Linked DNA regions of Macaca mulatta: region 1 is linked to region 2. The links are chromatin contacts, called in public Hi-C maps. All regions are on one chromosome and are shown on one strand. Each heading gives the region's core, a stretch centred on a gene start, on an enhancer-like site or on the middle of the called end of the contact. The rest is flanking DNA. Distances are from core to core; before and after follow the strand shown.

The links. A called contact is a pair of places that touch in the nucleus more often than the background predicts.
Region 1: a contact with region 2 is called in a Hi-C map of fetal cortical plate, with 2.4 times the contacts expected there. The contact joins the promoter of DNAJC9 here to the promoter of CFAP70 in region 2. A contact is called at or near these places in 4 of 14 Hi-C or Micro-C datasets (CD4 T cells, cortical neurons, fetal cortex germinal zone and 1 more).

The regions. Positions count from the first base shown.
Region 1 is chr9:76,306,035-76,311,573 of T2T-MMU8v2.0, forward strand. DNAJC9 (DnaJ heat shock protein family (Hsp40) member C9) reads left to right here and starts at 2,541. Exons shown (of 5, transcript XM_015147398.3): 1 at 2,541-2,786; 2 at 2,969-3,109; 3 at 3,599-3,853. The coding sequence starts at 2,607. It also overlaps a transcript of MRPS16 not described here.
Region 2 is chr9:76,183,459-76,189,062 of T2T-MMU8v2.0, forward strand. It overlaps CFAP70 (cilia and flagella associated protein 70), which reads left to right and starts at 3,681. Exons shown (of 27, transcript XM_077946625.1): 1 at 3,681-3,712.

The DNA of each region.
Region 1 (5,539 bases), core at 1,291-3,790, 120 kb after region 2:
ATGCATATTCTTAAATATACAAATGTAAATTTGTTATGAAAATTGCTTTTGGGGTTTAATAACCTACCTTTTAAGAATGAGAAACTGCTGGGCTTAAGGGAGTTCAGAATGAATCAAGATTGAACCATTCAAATGTGGCTGTGATTTCTGCATATATCATAGATGGGATCCTTCTGAGAATACTGGAATAGGGAATTAGGACACCAAGCCAATTCAGCTGTGAACCTTATTCTTGTACTTTTCTTTCTTGCTGGTAATTTTATGGAGACGGTTAAGAAACCTGCTCTGTGTTAGGATAAACTGTATACCAATAATTTTGACAACCTGTGATGAGTGATGCATTTTACTTCCTGTATCTTTTCCTTCCTACTTTGATGCCAGTAATTTATAAGGGATCTTACAGTTTGAATGTATTTGAATAACTTCAGTATACTTTAGCTCTACTTTTTTATTTGACTCACAACTATCCATAGGTCTCAAGCATTCCCATGTGTTTTAAAAGCCTGAAGTCAGTGAGATGAAATTCAACATCAAGAATTTGAAGTAACTTGTGAGGAAATAATATAAAGATACCATTGGGGCAATGGCTCACACCTGTGATCTCAGCACTTTGGGAGGCTGAGGTGGAAGGATCACTTGAGACCAGTTTGAGACCAGCCTGGGCAACACAGCAAGACCCCATCTCTACAAAAAATTTAAAAATTAGCTGGGTGTGGTGGTGCTCACACATAGTTCCAGCTACTCGGGAAGCTGAGGCAGTAAGATCACTTGAGCCCAGGAGGCCGATACTTAACTGTGATTGTTCCGCTACAGTCCAGCCTGGGTGACAGAGTAAGACCCTGTCTCAAGAAGAAAAGAAAACATTACATAATTTGGCTACAGCATAATAATTAATTTGATTTTCTGGTTTTTTGAAAATTTTAGTTGCAATAAAAGAGTATTTCAATGTGCTATTTCAATTTTCAGTAGCAAATGTGTATATAGAAAAATGTTAAAATTGATGTATTTGAGTACCTTAAAAAATATGAGAAACTGGAAGAAAGATAATATCGTAAAGCACCTACATATGTCCTAGGCCTTTTGTGTACAAGATTATTCGTGACGATTGTAAGGCATGAAGGTAGGTAGGATTATCTCTGTTTTACAGATAGGGAAGCTGAGGCCTAGAGGTGGAAACTTGCCCAGTGATGTAAGATTCATACCCCAGTTGTGCCCTCCTGGAAAGCCCTTCCCAACATATTATGTTGTCCATAGAGGGGAAAAAAATGAGCAAAGACAGATGTCTTAACTCTGTTATGTGACTAAGATATAGGAAATTTATAGAGGAGGTTCTGTCAATGTGCCCACTTATTTTGTGTTTTATGTTCTGAGAACGATTACCAGCCATCTTAAATTCTGTGGTTGGCAACCCCCCCCCGGGGTTGTTGCTGGTTGGCCCCTGCTTGCTTTGAGACTTTGATGCCAGGGCAGGTTGAGAGGAACTGACTTCAGCTGAGTTTGATCTTGGATGTGGGAAAGAGAAATGCTTTGAAAATCAGGGCAACCCTGGGAGGTTTAAAAGATATTAATGTATCCTGGAGAGTTTGAGGCTTTGCAGAAACTTATTGGCAGAGCAGAATGATTCTGAAAAATGCTAAATCAGTCGGGATAAGATTTGATAAGGTATTTTTCTGCCAACTCGGGTATTCACTTAGCATTGTTTATCCTTTGTCTAATACATGTATACGCATACTTCCTTTGTGAGCTTCTCCTACTTCCAAAGTTTTATCCCCAGCTTCAGCCTTGCTTTGGGTCTCCAGGCCCAAGTTTCTCACCATCTCTTGGATGATTGCTCCAGCCTACCCTGCTGCCACCTGGGATCCAACATGTTCAAACCCAGCTGTGAACTTCACAGATTAAAAGAAAGCGCCTTTGCTTCAGCAGTTTGTTATTAAGACGGGGGCTTGGGTCATGTTACCTCCACCAATGTGTAAGGTGAAAGTCCTGTTGGGTAAGAGTTTTTGTGTTTTGTGCTTTTTGGGTTTCAGTATAGAGTTTTTCCTGCAGGGCTAGAGGGAAAGTACCCCAGCATTTCCAACCAGTGGGGTGCAAAATTATTTGGGCCTACAGCTTTACCTGTTCCTTTCGGGAACATTTTTGAAAAAAAATCTGTTGAACCATGTGAAATTGCTGAATGCTGATGTTTGGCCATTTTCTACTTAAAAAATAGGCCAGCAGTTTGTAAATTCAAGCTAATATATGAACTTTTTGAAAAAGCTGTTCTGGGACACTAAAAGGTAAGACGGACGCCAGATTTCCAGAGCAAGGGGAGGAGAGAACCGAGCAACATCACTTCCTTGAAGACCTGGCTCCTGCGCGCGGCCGGCCTAGGACTCCGACTCCACGCGCCAGTGTTATTTACTCGGGCCCGCGCCTGCCTCGTCACGGCTCGTTTTGCGGCCGCCGTAAAGCGCGGATGCGCGCGGGCGGGGGGGGGTGGTCACGCCCCTTCAGTGCTTGTGACGCAGGCGCCCTGGGCATTTTGGGCGGGAAAAAGAAGCAGTCCTGGGTTGTACCCGGCACGGTTGGCAGCAGCTGCTTCCTCTGAGGTCGTATCCCTGCCCGGCATGGGGCTGCTGGAGCTTTGCGAGGAAGTGTTCGGCACCGCCGACCTTTACCGGGTGCTGGGTGTGCGACGCGAGGCTTCCGACGGCGAGGTCCGACGAGGCTACCACAAGGTGTCCCTGCAGGTACACCCGGACCGGGTGGGCGAGGGCGACAAAGAGGACGCCACCCGTCGCTTCCAGGTATGCGGGGTCACGCCCCGAGGCCGACGGGCCGCCAGGATGTCCCCAGCCTTTTGGCCGCCGGGCCCCGTCCCGGGGGAGCGCGCTGAGCTCCGCTTGGCGCCGCCTTCTGATCTTTATTTCTCGCGCCGCGGTTTCGGTGGGAGGAGCAGGGGCGATTTACGGATACTCTCTGCCCTCAGATCCTGGGAAAAGTCTATTCCGTTCTCAGTGACAGAGAACAGAGAGCAGTGTACGATGAGCAGGGAACAGTGGACGAGGACTCTCTTGTGCTCACCCAAGACCGAGACTGGGAGGCGTATTGGCGGCTACTCTTTAAAAAGGTAAAGGACTCTGGAGATTTCTTTATGGCTGTTACCATCCATCAACAAACCTTTATTGACTGCCTCTAAGATCTTGTATTTTGTGTTAATTTTGTAGGAATTAGAATTTTTGAGTTTGGCCTTGAAATATAAATACACGCACACTTAAACAGGCTTTAAATTTCCTGTTAATGTGATTGTTGCACTGAAAAGGGCAGATTTATTTTTTTTTTGCAGGATGTTCTTTATTTTACATATCCAAATGTAAGTCCTGATTCTGGATCTCCTTTCACCGTTGGAAACTTCTCTGGTCCCTAGTTAGCAGATACGAAGATTGGATTTAAAAAGGAGGACTCCGGAAAAGCTTAAAGCATAGAAAATTTGGTTCAATAATTTCAACTCAAGCAACTGTTGCATTGCAGCAATTCAACACCTAACTCTAGTTTTACTAATGTATCTTTTATTTAAAGTAAAATCTTCAAAGTTAAAGCAAATCTCCTTTGTTATCAGATATCTTTAGAGGACATTCAAGCTTTTGAAAAGACATACAAAGGTTCGGAAGAAGAGCTGGCCGATATTAAACAGGCCTATCTGGACTTCAAGGGTGACATGGATCAGATCATGGAGTCTGTGCTTTGCGTGCAGTACACAGAGGAACCTAGGATAAGGAGTATCATTCAGCAGGCTATTGACGCTGGAGAGATCCCATCCTATAATGCCTTTGTCAAAGAATCGAAACAAAAGATGAATGCAAGGAAAAGAAGGGTAAGATTTTGAATACTGTTGATTTATATTTTGACTGCTTCCAAAAAGGATTTGAGGGTATTTACAGCAGTGGAAGTAAATATAAAACTCCAGAAGTAAGGACTAGGGTTAACTTGATCTACAGTTCTGATCTAATAAAATGGGCATACCAGTTCATCAAGAGAAACCTTTTTCTAGTATGTTGTGCTTAAGATGATTTTTATTGCATAGATTGTTTAAAATTACCATAGTAAAGTAGCACTGAAATCTTTTTTCTTCTGGGCCAATTCTTATAGCATTGCTGAGGCATTTCTCAGGAGATAAAGTTAGTGGAACCCAGGTACACAGGATGGGCAGTGATCCTTACTCGGTTGAGGGGGTAAAAAGAGAATGAGAGAGACTGTCTTGTTAAAAGTGCAGATTTTTGGGCCTTTGCCCAGAGTTTGATTCTTGAGTTGAACACAGAATTTCTTTTCTTTTTTTTAAAGAAAAACTTCAGCCGTCCCCAACCATTTTGGTACCAGGGACCTGTTTTGTGGAAGACAGTTTTTTCAGTGACAGTGGGGGTGAGGAGAGTTGGGGGGCGGGTAGTTCAGGATGAAACCTTAGATCATCAGGCATTAGATTCTCTTAAGGAGCACACAACTTTTAGAACCATTGCTGCTCTCATGAGTGCCCTCAGGAACTTTTCTGCAGCTTTTACATAGGAGATGCATGCGGAGAGAAAGCTGACGTTTTTGATTCCGGTGAAAATTCAAAGGGCCTGTTTTGCCTAAATAAGAGGCTGACCTTTCTGGTGAGCTGAGGGGAGCAGTGGAGTGTATATCAAGAGCATTTTGGTTCATAGGCTACACCTGCTAAGACTCAAGCTGACAGTCAAATCTTAAGTTGTTCATTTCCTGAGATGAAACTGAGCACAGCTGCATTCACAGTAGACTGTTAACTTGAGAAACTTCCCTAGAGTTTGAGGAGAAAAATGGCATAGTTTTGAGAGACTGTTCAACAAACCTTAGGGGGATGCTGAATTTAAAGAGATAATTTGAATACAAGGAAATGGGTGTCTTATTGGGATGGGGATTCTAATGTATCATCATCCTCAGTATTAATAGCATTAATTGCTAGTTAGAAAATTCACAAGGGGTGTTGGGGCATCTTATAGTTGTTACCCTAAGGTGTGCTTGTGGTATTTTGTAAACAATGCTCTAGGAACACTTGGCAAAGGAAGGCTGTTTTGAAATCAGGTAAGTAAATGTTAAAACTGAGTTTATTGATGTTGTTTCTTCTGACTACCCAGAAGTCATTTTAAACTGGGGTTGTTCACAAGGCACCACCAGTCCCATGTAGTAAATTGGGTTTCCAGGGGAGGAATTGGAAGTACCTGTATCCTGGCAATTGCATCATTTTCTTTCTTTCTTTTTTTTTTTTTCCTTCTTTTTTCTAAGAGATGGCATCTCACTCTATCATCCAGGCTGGAGTGCAGAGGCATGATCACAGCTCAGTGCAGCCTCGAACTCCCAGGCTGAAGCCATCTTCCCACCTCAGCCTCCCTAGTAGCTGGGACTACAAGCACATACCACCACACCAGGCTCATTTCTTTTATTTTTTGTAGAGATGAGGTCTTGCTGTGTTAACCAGGCAGGTCTCAAACACCTGAGTTCCAGTAATCCTCCCACCTTGGCCTCCCAAGGTATGGAGATTACAGGTGTG
Region 2 (5,604 bases), core at 2,431-4,930:
TACTACAAAAAAAAAGTATCCTATGTTCATGGATTAGAATAATTAACACTGCTAAAATGTTCATACTTCAAAAGTGCTCTACAGATTCAACACAGTCTCTATCAACATTGCAATGACATTCTTCACAGAAATAGAAAACCCTCAAATTTATAGTTTTAGTTCTTACATTTAGGTCTTTGGTTCATTTTGAGTTATTTTTTGTATATGGTGTTAGGTAAGGGTCCAAATTCATTCTTTGAATGTGGACATTGTTTTTTCTTGTACCATTTGTTTAAAAGACTATATTACTGCCCTCCCTCCCACATCCCATTAGATCATCTTGGCACTCTTGTTAAAAATCAATTGACCATAAATGTAAGAGTTTATTTCTGAACTCTCAATTCAGTTGATTCTTTTGATCTATATGGCTATCTTTATGCCTTTATTATTGTCTTCATTACTTGATTACTGCAACTTTGTAGAAAGTTTTGAAATTGGAAAGTGTGAGTCTTCCGACTGTTCTTCTGGTTCAAGATTGTTTTGGCTACTGTGGGTCCCTTGCTTTTCTATATGAATTTTAGGATCAACTTGTTAATTTCTGGAAAAAAAAGTCGGGATTCTAATTGTGATTGCTCTCAATCTGTAGATCAATTTGAGGATGAGCAATACATTTGATTGTTTTACTGAGTGTCAGAAATATGTTGACTTTGGAAGTAACAAATTAGCTAATTAGAAACATGTCTTTTGGAGTAATGAGAAAGGAATTTGTTGAGCTAGTGCATCATTTAGTGGAGGCCTTTGAAACTCAGACCAAGGCATTTGAATTTTATTAGAAAGAGATTTTTATAGTTTTTTTTCCCTGAAATTGGTTTGCATATGTAGATGATTTTATTATGATTCCAGTACTATTATATTTTCCATACCACTAAAGAGGGCTTTTTCCATACACAAGTGGATGTTTTAAATCAGTCAAAAAGTATTGAATGCCTTTCAAATAGAGTGGCCACTGCTAAGCACTGTAGGAGAATAAAAGAAGAGTAACACACACACACACACACACACACACACACACACACACACGGGAGGCTGAGGCGGGAGGGTCACATGAACCCGGGAGGCGGAGGTTGCAGTGAGCCGAGATCATGCCACCGAACTCCAGAGCAAGACTGTCTCAATTAAAACAAAAAACAAAAAACAAAAAAAGGCCAGGCATGGTGGCTCACGCCTGTAATCTTAGCACTTTGGGAGGCTGAGGTGGGTGGATCACCTGAGGTTAGGAGTTCAAGACCAGCCTGGCCAACATGGCCCTGTCTCTACTAAAAATACAAAAATTAGCCGGGTGTGGTGATGGGTGCCTGTAATCCCAGCTACTCCGGTGGCTGAGGCACAAGAATCACTTGACCCCAGGAGGTGGAGGTTGCAGTGAACCCAGATTGTGCCACTGCACTCCAGGCTGGGCTACAGAGTGAGACTCTGTCTTAAAAAAAAAGAAAAAAGAAAATTGTAACATACAGCCCTTGCTCTCAGGTACCCTACAGTTGAATGGAGATTAATTATGTTTAAAGAAGTGACATCTGTTATTTATCCTTGCTTGCCTAAGACCTTGAAGCAAAGTACTAAGTAGATCAAGATCATGAGCGATTTCTGGAAGAACAGCTCCCTATTAAAGACTCGGCCTAACCCAGCTTATTATGTAGAAAAAGTGTGTCATTTGCAAGTGAGATAGCTGCCTCAGTGCAAATTTACCCAAAACCCTCACTTGGGAAAAAATCCAGAGAGAAATCCTTACTCAGTAGTGCCACAGTAGTTTTATTTTGAGAACCTTTATTACCTGTAACACTGCAAGTTCCAAAAAGTATTTCTTTTAGTATTTATAATGTTTCTTTATTCACATAAACAAAAATTTTAAATTTTGACTCTGGTAACTCTATATCCTAAGCAAAGAACTTCCCAGGTAGAGTGGCTATGCGTATGTATATATTTTAATAATTTGTTTTGAAATGATCTCAAATGTATAGAAAAGTTGCCCAAATCGTGTAAGGAAGTCCCATGTCCCCTGCACTCAGATTCCCAAATAGTTAACACTTTATTGCACTTGTTTCATTGCTCACTGTGTGTGTATGCGTACATGTGTGCATGCATGTGCATATGTGTGTGTACATGTGTATGTATCCCTTGTTAGTCTTTTTCTGGACCTTTTGAGAGTCAAGAGAGCAAATTGTAGAGATAGTTTCTCATCACTCCTGAACACACCAGTGTTTATTTTCCCCTAAACAGGGACACTCTCCTACCTAACAACAAACAAACTTCCTCATCAGGGATTCAATATTGGTACAACATACCATCCAGTTCAGACGAGATCGGGCATGTTCGCGGTGGTATGTGATTCACAGAGCTAATTCACATTTTGCCAACTGTCCTAACAATGTTGTTTTCCTTTCTGGTCCAGAATGCTATACAGAGATACATATTGCATTTAGTTGTCATATAACCTCAGTCAGAGACAGTTCCCAGTCTTTCCTGTCCTTGGATGGTCTACAACCTGAGTTCCTTTGATGGTAGGAAAACCAAAAGGGATACTTTGTGGATTTTAGTGTGTTTCATCAGGAGGCTCACAATGTAGACTCCTCCCAACACTGATGATGTTAACCATGATCACCTGATCATGTTGGTTGCTTCCATTCACTGTTTTCCCCTCTGAAATCGAGTAGTATTCCATGGGAGAAGCATTCCAAAATCACCCCAGTATTCTATGCCTCACAGAACATCTACCCACCAGCCTTAGCGTCCATTGAACACTCCTGCCTGAGTCATCCTCGTCAGTAGTTGTCAAATGGTAGTTCTCTATTTCCATCCTTCTTGCTACACTTCTGTGTTGGCATCCTACTTCGAAGGAGTTTTCCTGTTTCTCTATATCAACACGGACTTGCATATTCAATGGATTGTAATCCGTTATGGTGTTGTTTACTTCATGCTCAAATTGTCCCTCATTTGGCCCAAGGGAGTCCCTTCAAGCTGGCTCTTAATACTGCAACAATTTAAAGTATACATATTGCTAAAATTCATCTGCGTTGTGCAGTTCATTAACTTTGACTGCCTGTAATATGCCTCTTTGTGAATATGCCACAGTTTACTGGTCCACTCATTCACTATTCCATCGACGGGCACTTGGGTTGTTTCCAGGTTGTTGCTATTGTGTTTTGCTATTTTAGCTCTTTAATGTTAAATTTTGAATATTAAAAGTTTGTATTAACATCATAAACTTCAGGTCTGTTTATTGTACAAATATTGAGCACCTAGAAGCAGGGTCATTTTGCACTCTCATCAACAGTGCGTGACAGGCTCATTTTTAAAATATTGCATATTTCACGCACAAATATTTAAATGATGTTTTCAAATCAGTTTAATAAAGGCCTTTTTCTTTAAACTTCCATATGCTTTTTTCCCTACTATTATGGAGAAATATTGAAATAAAAGAGTCCAGAAAGCAAAATGTAAAGATGGAAACCTGTGCACTTAACCCAAACGCTTGCCAAGGTAAAGCATCTGCGGAAACAGCAGGGACTCGAAATGACAGGCGCAGGCGCAGAAGCTCAGGGTCGCGCTCACTGCTCTAGTCCCCAGAGGGTTATCGCGAGTCTTGGAATAAACTTGCTGCGATTGCCAAAAGTAAGTTCTCGCGAGAGGTAGTTGGTTGCTATAGTTGTCAAAAACATAACTGAGGCTGCTGCAGGTAAGACAGCGATCCCTCCTGAAGAAACCCTCTCTTCCCGGCCTCCCCACCCCGGTCCTGCGGCCACACCACAGCCGTCACCCCGATCTTCTGCTCCCTCAGCTAAGTCCAGGCTGAAAACCCCGTTATTTAGACCGAAAAGCCGCTGGCCCGGCCAGGCGCGGACTCTGCCTCCAGCCCCAGCCCGGCGACCTCCACAGGAGCGCGGACGTAGGTCCTCCTTAACCGCTTCTCGTCGTAGGTCTCATTCCGCGCGGACTGCGCTTGTCCCCCAGACCAGACCCAGTCACATCGCCTCTTTCGTCCAACCTTTTTCTCACTGGACTCTCCCCTTGTAGCTTCTTCCGAGCAGATGACAAGAAATGCGTGCCTTGCCGGGGGCAACAAGAGTCCCCACCCTAGCTGCCCTGATCATAACTTTAGTCCTATTTCTTGCATTCATAGTTCAAAGACGACGCGAACGCCTCTTGTGTACAAGACATGGTGCCAGGCACTCGGGGCCCGTAAATATGCGTGAAGGTCACATGCCTTCGAAGGTGTAATTGAGCTCTCAGGACAAACGCTGCATATTAATAATATCATTTGTGCAGTGCTTCATAGCTTAAACAGCTTTAATATTTTAGGGGGTATTCACAATGTGAAACAGGTTGGAAGTTATCCATTTTACAGAAGGTGAAACTGAGGCTTAGAGAAGTTAGGCTTTTGCCCAGGGGCACATAGTTACTAAGTAGGAAAGGTCCTTTGAATACCCAGTCTTCATAAACAGGACAGCTTGTGGTAATGCCACAAGAGACGTGTAAAGTGCTAAATGAATTCAGAGGAAAGGCAGGTTTTTCTGACTGGGAAGCTTCATGGACTAGGAAGCATTTGAGCTGGATTTTAAAGGATGAGTAGGATTTGCTGTAGAGACGGAATGAGTAGAATGGGAGAGATCATTCCAGGGGGAAGGAAAAATGCAAAGGTTCAGAAGTGACTAAATGCAGGTGATCTTTGAAAAATACTAAGCAAGAGCATAAGCTAGAAGAGGGGAGTTGACTGGCACTGCAAGATCCTAGAAAGCCCTGAATGTAGTACTACATTTAACTACAGTTAAACTGTAGTGTTACAGTTTAACTTTGTTTGGTAGGTGAGAGGGAACAAGACAGTGGTATGATCAGATCTGTACTTTAATAAGGTAATTATCTGCTTGTCTCATCTCATTTTCTCCCTATTTCTTCTTACACCACCGCTGCAAGCTACTTGCTACTTGCTATGTGTGTTGTTTTGCCTCTGAACGTTTTAAAATCTGTTGCCTTTCTTGGAATATCCTTCCCTTTACTCTATTAAGACATAGTTCCAGGGTACTTCCTCCAAGATTTTCCTGGCATGCACACGTATTCTCAAATCCAGCTAGGTCCCAGCTTCATGCAGCACTTCCTTGCTGTATGATTGCTGGTATGATAACAAACTTCTCTGAAGCTCAGTTTTTTTCACTCAAACAGAGATTTAAGAATCACTTAGAAGGGAGGCTACGTTTAAGATAATAAATGTGAAGCACACTTGGTACACTGGCTATAATCAGTTAATTTCCTTACTTCTCACATTCTTTATATTTGTAAAAGAAAAAATAAATTTCCACCCCCCTTTTCCTCCTTTCCTCTGTCAGAGCACTTCTTCCCTCCCTTTCCTTCTTTCACTCCTCCCTTCTTTTCCTCTGTCAGAGCACCTGTCTCACAGATTATGACTCCTGGTCTAGTTACACATCTCTCGTCCTCACTAGATTTTAAATTTCTTGAGGTTAGAGAGTTCACATCTTATCTCTTGTATCCTCAGCACCCACCACAGTGCCAAGCTTAACAAAGTTTTTTTCAATGAGCAGTTCTTACAGAAGCGGGTGAGTTAGAGTGAGAAAC